2 separate regions of the Mus musculus genome follow, and region 1 is linked to region 2. A link is a contact called in public Hi-C data. All regions are on one chromosome and are shown on one strand. The core of a region is the stretch at or near the end of the contact, and the rest is flanking DNA. Distances in the headings are between cores, read along the strand shown.

What was found. A called contact is a pair of places that touch in the nucleus more often than the background predicts.
Region 1: a contact with region 2 is called in a Hi-C map of bone marrow-derived macrophages, with 32 read pairs. The contact joins two enhancer-like sites. A contact is called at or near these places in 11 of 484 Hi-C or Micro-C datasets (the AML12 cell line, bone marrow-derived macrophages, cerebellum and 5 more) and 2 of 115 datasets of contacts at active chromatin or transcription factors (the HPC-7 cell line and microglia).

The regions. Positions count from the first base shown.
Region 1 is chr9:99,163,696-99,166,715 of GRCm38.p6, reverse strand. All of the region lies in intron 2 of Gm33857 (a long non-coding RNA gene), which reads right to left. Among named protein-coding and RNA genes, the nearest start is that of Gm33857, 4.2 kb to the right of the region's middle. Within about 2 kb of position 1,380, at least 98 of the 459 cell types and tissues checked have an H3K27ac peak or open chromatin away from gene starts, as enhancers often do. A contact at or near this core is called in bone marrow-derived macrophages, where this site is marked.
Region 2 is chr9:99,061,003-99,064,154 of GRCm38.p6, reverse strand. Pik3cb (phosphatidylinositol-4,5-bisphosphate 3-kinase catalytic subunit beta) reads left to right here. Exons shown (of 24, transcript NM_029094.3): 13 at 1-135; 14 at 1,197-1,318; 15 at 2,281-2,424. Among named protein-coding and RNA genes, the nearest start is that of Gm1123, 27 kb to the right of the region's middle. Within about 2 kb of position 1,409, at least 3 of the 459 cell types and tissues checked have an H3K27ac peak or open chromatin away from gene starts, as enhancers often do. A contact at or near this core is called in bone marrow-derived macrophages, where this site is marked.

The DNA.
Region 1 (3,020 bases), core at 131-2,630, 100 kb before region 2:
TGCCAGGCAACCCTTTCTGCAATAGCCTCCCAAGTACTGGATTTATAGCATGTACCACCACTCCTGGCCCAACCAACAGTTTCTACAGTAGACAATGCCTGCCCAGACTCACTTTCCATGTTCCTAAGCACAGACTTTGGCTAAGTGACCACACGATGCTGACATCTTTTCTCTAGCTGTGGATATAAGGTTGGAAGGTGGTGTTTACCTTCCTCTGGGGTCAGGCCAAGGTCAACCAGATCTTCATTGTCTCCCAGGAGGCCCCAGAAACAAGGATGTACAACAACACCAATAATCAAAAAGAGTCTTGGGTTTCCACGCTCCTTTCCTGCCTCCTGCAGGATTATGTATTCATAGTTAATCTGGCATTTAACCGGCTGGCTTCATTCTTTTGGCAACCTTGACTTTAGCCAACTCTGAAAGCACATGATGGCAGATCCAGCTGAGACTTCCAAGACGAGGAAGAAGAGTTTAGAATAGCACTTCATGCTCAGCCTTCTTGTTAATGCACTCAGGTCTCCTCCACATCCTGAGCCAAGCTAGGATGGTGTTATGCCGAGGTCGCTAGCAAGTCCTGTCCCAGGAAGAGCGGATGCTCTAGGACTGACTCATCTGCTCCTTGGGGCACCGATACTCAGTATCAGGCCACAGCCTCAGATGAAAAACCCCAGGCTCACTTGGAGCTGTCTTTCCTCTGCAGCTTTTCAGCCTTCATTACCAACCTCTGGCTTCTGAGGCTTCCCCAGCTCCTGTCTAGTTCAGTACTGGGGTCTGGGGTCTTTTCTTTTTTGCCTCCCTGTACAAGCAAATATTTTTTACTAATTTCCCAACTCCCTGGCCTTGGAGAGAGAGAGAGAGAGAGAGAGAGAGTTTATGTGTGTCTGTGTGAGTGCGTGTACGTGTGCACACTTGTGTGCATGTGTATATTCACTGTTTCAGTGAGGCTAGCTAGCCAGTGAGCTCTGGGGATCTCTGTCTCTGTCTCCTCTCATTGGGGTTACAGACATGCTTGGCTACACCCAGCTTTTGGGATTTGAACTACAGCAAGCACTCTTACCTATGGAGCCTTCTTCCAAGGGCTCCCCTATCTTTCTTTTATTTTTTCTCCTTCCTTCCTTCCTTCCTTCCTTCCTTCCTTCCTTCCTTCCTTCCTTCCTTCCTTCCTCCCTCCTTTCCTTCTGGTTCCTCTTCTCTTCTCTTCTCTTCTCTTCTCTTCTCTTCTCTTCTCTTCCCTCTTCCTCCTCCTCCTCCTGCTTCTTCTTCCTCTCTCTCTCTCTCTCTCTCTCTAGCAGAATTTCACATGGTCCATCTGTCCTGGCACTCTCCTAAGTAGTCAAGGATACTCTTGAACCGGATTCTGATCCTCGGGTTTTCTTGTTGCATGTTTGTTTGTGTGTTTGAGTCAAGGACTCTCTACATAGCCCTGGCTGTTCTGGAACTCACTCTATAGACCAGGAGGGCCTTGAAACCAGACCTTTTCCTGTCTCCCCTCTCCAGTGCCAGGATTAAGGTACACACCACTCCACCCTGAATACTGGGATTTCTTAACCACCACCCCCTTTTCTTGGAGTTTCTTGCTCTTAGCTCCAGGGTCCTGGTAATTACTGTTCTAACTCAATTATACTGTATTGTTTCCACTTCCTCTTTCCTTTCATTGCTGCTCAGAGGAAGAGGCAGCCTCTGAAGGTGCCAGAAGGAGAACTGGCTTAAGTAGCAGGTCATCTCTGTTTTTTCTCTTCCTGGTTCAGCTTCTGCCCTTGAAGGTCTCACTTCCATACCTGCATCACACTCTGTCTTTCGGTTGGCAGGGTGGTTACACATCCAGTCAAGTGGAAGGGCAGCTGGCATGGAACTGGAGCCTTGGCTGCAGCTCCAGTGGGAGGTTCTGGGAGAATTTGAAAGTGATGGTATCTTGTTACTGAAACGAGCCAGGGGATCTGACAGCACAAAACAAGCTGTGCGGATCATATACAGGGAGAAAAAATATATACATTGGAAAAAGACCAAGTTGGTTCAGGAAAAATCAATGCTGAGCACATTTATATAAGATTCCCACCCTGGATCTAACTGTATCCTTGGCATACCCCTCCTCCCCAGTTTTGTGCGAGTGAGAGAGATTTTTTAATCTGTACTTATTAATTGTGTGTGCACAAATACACACGGAGGTTCTGAGGACTTCTGAGATTGCCTATCTCCTTCTGCCACCTGGGGATAGAACTTAGGTCATCAATTTTGGCACAGGTGCCTTTACCCAATGATCCATCTCATTCGCCCAAGACAGAACCTCGTGTAGCCCAGGCTGGCCTCAGAAATCTGTCTGTAGCTGAGGAGGACTTTGAACTTCCGCGCCTCCTGCCTCCACGTGCGTGCTCCACCCCTCCCTGCCTTTTTAGACGTCAAGAATTCTAGACAAGCGCTCTGCCCCTTCACTGCATCCTTTCCTGTGGCTCTTCTCTTAAATGATAATTCTTGTTCTGTTGAGAGTTAGATACTCCTGTGGAGACCCGATAAAGGTTGGACTCCTGACAGTGGAAAGAAATGCCTACAAATGTATAAGGCAAACTCTAGGGCCTCACTGCCTGCTTGAGTCCTAGAGACCCAGGGGCATCTTGGTAAGGAGCCTAAAGAGCAGAGAGCTTTGCGCAGGCGCCTTTTGTAAATCCAGTTCGGGGTTCGCGGCAGTTCAGAGAAAGCATTCCTTTGTTCATCCATTCAACAAGTAACTCTTTGAGAAACGTCCAAGTGCCGAGCCCCATGCTGAGCCGCATCATGAGGCTGAAGGAGGTGAATCAGACCCGGGCCCTATTCCCTGGGACACTCACGGTCTGGTGGGAGGAGACCAGGAAAAGACAATGATGGGGAAGGACTCTTCAGTGACAGAAGAGGTAGCAGGGGGACCTGTGGGAGCCTAGGGAGGGGGGAGACGAAGAATTACTCCCCCTTGGCTCTCCCACAGCAGTCAGTTCCTAGACTTCTAACTGCAAAAACAAACGATAGGAAAAAGTTCCCCACCTGGTAGA
Region 2 (3,152 bases), core at 160-2,659:
CCCCTGTCTCAGCTGTGTGAGAACGAAATGGACCTTATTTGGACTCTACGGCAAGACTGCCGAGAAAATTTCCCTCAGTCACTGCCAAAACTACTCTTGTCAATCAAGTGGAATAAACTTGAAGATGTTGCTCAGGTGACAGAAAATTCCTTGTCCCTCCCTCTCCCATCTCTTCCTTCTCTCCCTCCACTTTCTTTCCCCCAAATAACAAGTGTGTGTGTGTGTGTGTGTGTGTGTGTGTGTGTGTGTGACTCTGATTTTGTGTAAAATGTCTTTCCGCAGAAGTATTTCCATTTGTTGGATGTTTTGTTTTGTTACTATGTAACCTTAGCCTCTCTCAAATGTCCAGTCCTCCTGTCTCAGCCTTTAAGGGCTCCACATCTCACAGAGCCATGGCAGAGTTCCTCTTCTGAAGACCTGGGTGTGGCCACAGCTATGTCTTCACATGCAGCTCCAGCTCTTGCCCAGGGAGTCTTGTCGTCTAATGTCCTGTAGCATTTATAACAGGATTTATTAGCCATAAACAGAATGTAGGCACTGTTCAGTTCTCGTGGACCACTCACTTTTATTTCTGATCTGAGGAGCTCGAGCTGTTCTGGCTAATAAAAAGTCTGTAAAGTAATAGATTTCTTTAAACATTCATCTAAAGGCAGATGGGCTTGGTGGTGTGTGTACCTTAAATCTCAGCACTCAGAGGCAGAGACAGGCTGATCTCTGAGTTCTAGACTAACCTAGTGTACAGACAGAGTTCCAGGACAGCCACAGCTACACAGAGAAACTCTGCCTCAGACAAACACATACATACATACTATACATACGTACATACATACATACATACATACATACATACTTTGTAGTTTTAAAATGAGTTATTGACTTTCTTAGTATATATGTCTTTACTTAGCTTGAGACTTGGCTTATTTATAGTTGTTTTGTTCTTAAATTATGCGGTGGTTAATCACTGTAGATACCTGCAGTGTCTTACTTTGTTTTTGGTAGGCACAGAATAACCTTTTAAACGTACACAGAATGTTTCAGAAACAAAGGCAACCTTTGTTAGTCTGCATCTGCCAGGATGTTTGAGGCATCAGTAGTTAAATTTTTTCCTTGTTTTGACTCATCTGTGCTCCCATGTGCCGGGAAAGGTAAGTTACTTTTGTCCACCAAACTTCTGACCCAGTTTTCATTTTAAACAGCTTCAGGCGCTCCTGCAGATATGGCCCAAACTGCCCCCCAGGGAAGCCCTGGAACTCCTGGATTTCAACTATCCAGACCAGTATGTCCGGGAATACGCTGTAGGCTGCCTTCGACAGATGAGGTATCTCTTTTCTGGCACCATCATGGGGCAAGGAGTTACCAGAGTGGGCAAGGAATGTGTGTGAGCACTGGTGGCCAGGTCTTGTGTGGGATCTTAGCGCCCTCTGCTGGCTCTGCGGTGCAGCCCTTACTGCTGCATGAACACTTTAGGTGTGGGAAGGCCACTTTCCCCTTTCACTACAGGACCGAGTTCTGAAACCTTGGTTTCCAAGCGCCTGCCCTTGGCCAACCCTGGAGGCCAGCACTTCTAAACTGAGCAGCCATGCCTCTGTCCCCTCTTTCCTTCCCCATAGTCTATTAATTGCCCCAAATAAGAAGGGTTGGTATTTTAGGATGGAGGCAAGTTTATTTATTTTCACATGGGATCTGCCCTTGAACTCACCGTGTAGCCCAGGCTAGCTAGTTGTCAAGCTCAGACTGATCTTCCTGTCCCCATCCTGGCTATGGTCTTTCCTTGCTTTTAAAATCAGATCTATTTTGAATAGTTTGATAGGCAGAAGGAACTATGTAACCTCTGTATTAGTCTGAGATGTAGAATCCTATGACTAGGAGAAGCAGCCTCCCACTTTATATTTGTTGTTTCTAGTAGCTATAGGTTTTTATAAGTGGACATGGAGAAACTTTGTCTCAGAACCCTGATGTCCTTATTGACCCCTGGAACCTATCTAGACAGATTCACTCCACCACATTGTCCTCTGAACACTGGTACACATACCACATACATCACACACACACACACACACACACACACACACACACACACAAAATAATTATGTTATTTGGGGGCAGTGGGCACGACTCCTGGCAGTTTTTATGTATAATCACGTGGTACAGCGAATGTAAGCACATGACAGGCCTGGTCCAGGAGACCCACGCACATGAGCCAGGGCATGTGACAGTTGGTAGGGAAGGGTCCTTTCATGTTACAGGTGGCTGAGTTTCTCTCCCTTTTGTTTCTTTCAGTGATGAAGAACTCTCTCAGTATCTTTTACAATTGGTGCAAGTTTTGAAATATGAGCCTTTTCTCGATTGTGCCCTCTCCAGATTCCTATTAGAAAGAGCACTTGATAATCGGAGGATTGGGCAGTTTCTGTTTTGGCATCTTAGGTAAGTCTTTGCTATTGCGATTTGATACCATGATGTTCTCTAATAACTAACCCGGTGTGATGTCAGACAGCCAGTGGACTAGCAGCAGCTTCTCCAGGTGCTTTCTGATCCATCCGTGACATTTACACTGTTTGGTGCCTTCTCTTATCTTTTGATACCTAAATTCTGTTTTCATCATTTGGCAAAGTATTTCAGGTAAGTATTCTATGATACTTTCTAGATTTTGAACTAAAACTAGTAACTGTTATATTGTAATATTTTCTAACAACTAATTTTTGTTTAAAAATATTGATTAAATATTTATACTGTGTGTGTGCTCTGATCAAATCTACCCCAGCCACTCCTCTCCAGCTCCTACTGTCATTTTTCCCTCCCAGCTTCATGCGCTCTTTCTTAAGAAATGTTTTTATTTTATGTACATTGGTGATTTGACTGTGTGTATGTCTGCTTGAGAATGTCAGATCCCCTGGGACAGGAGTTACAGACAGTTGTGAGCTGCCGTGTGGGTGCTGGGAATTGAACCCAGGTCCTCTGGAAGAGCAGTGCCAGCGCTTAGCCTCCCAGCCACCTCTCCTGCCCGTGTTTATGTGTGTGTTTGCTTTGTAGTGGCTGGGCTAGACCACAGAGCCGGCACGTGTGTGGTCATTTCAGCCTTCTTAACCTTTCCTCTCACACTTCTGTTCAAACTGCTTGTCAGGAAAAAAAACTTTCCTTTTTAACTAAGCTTT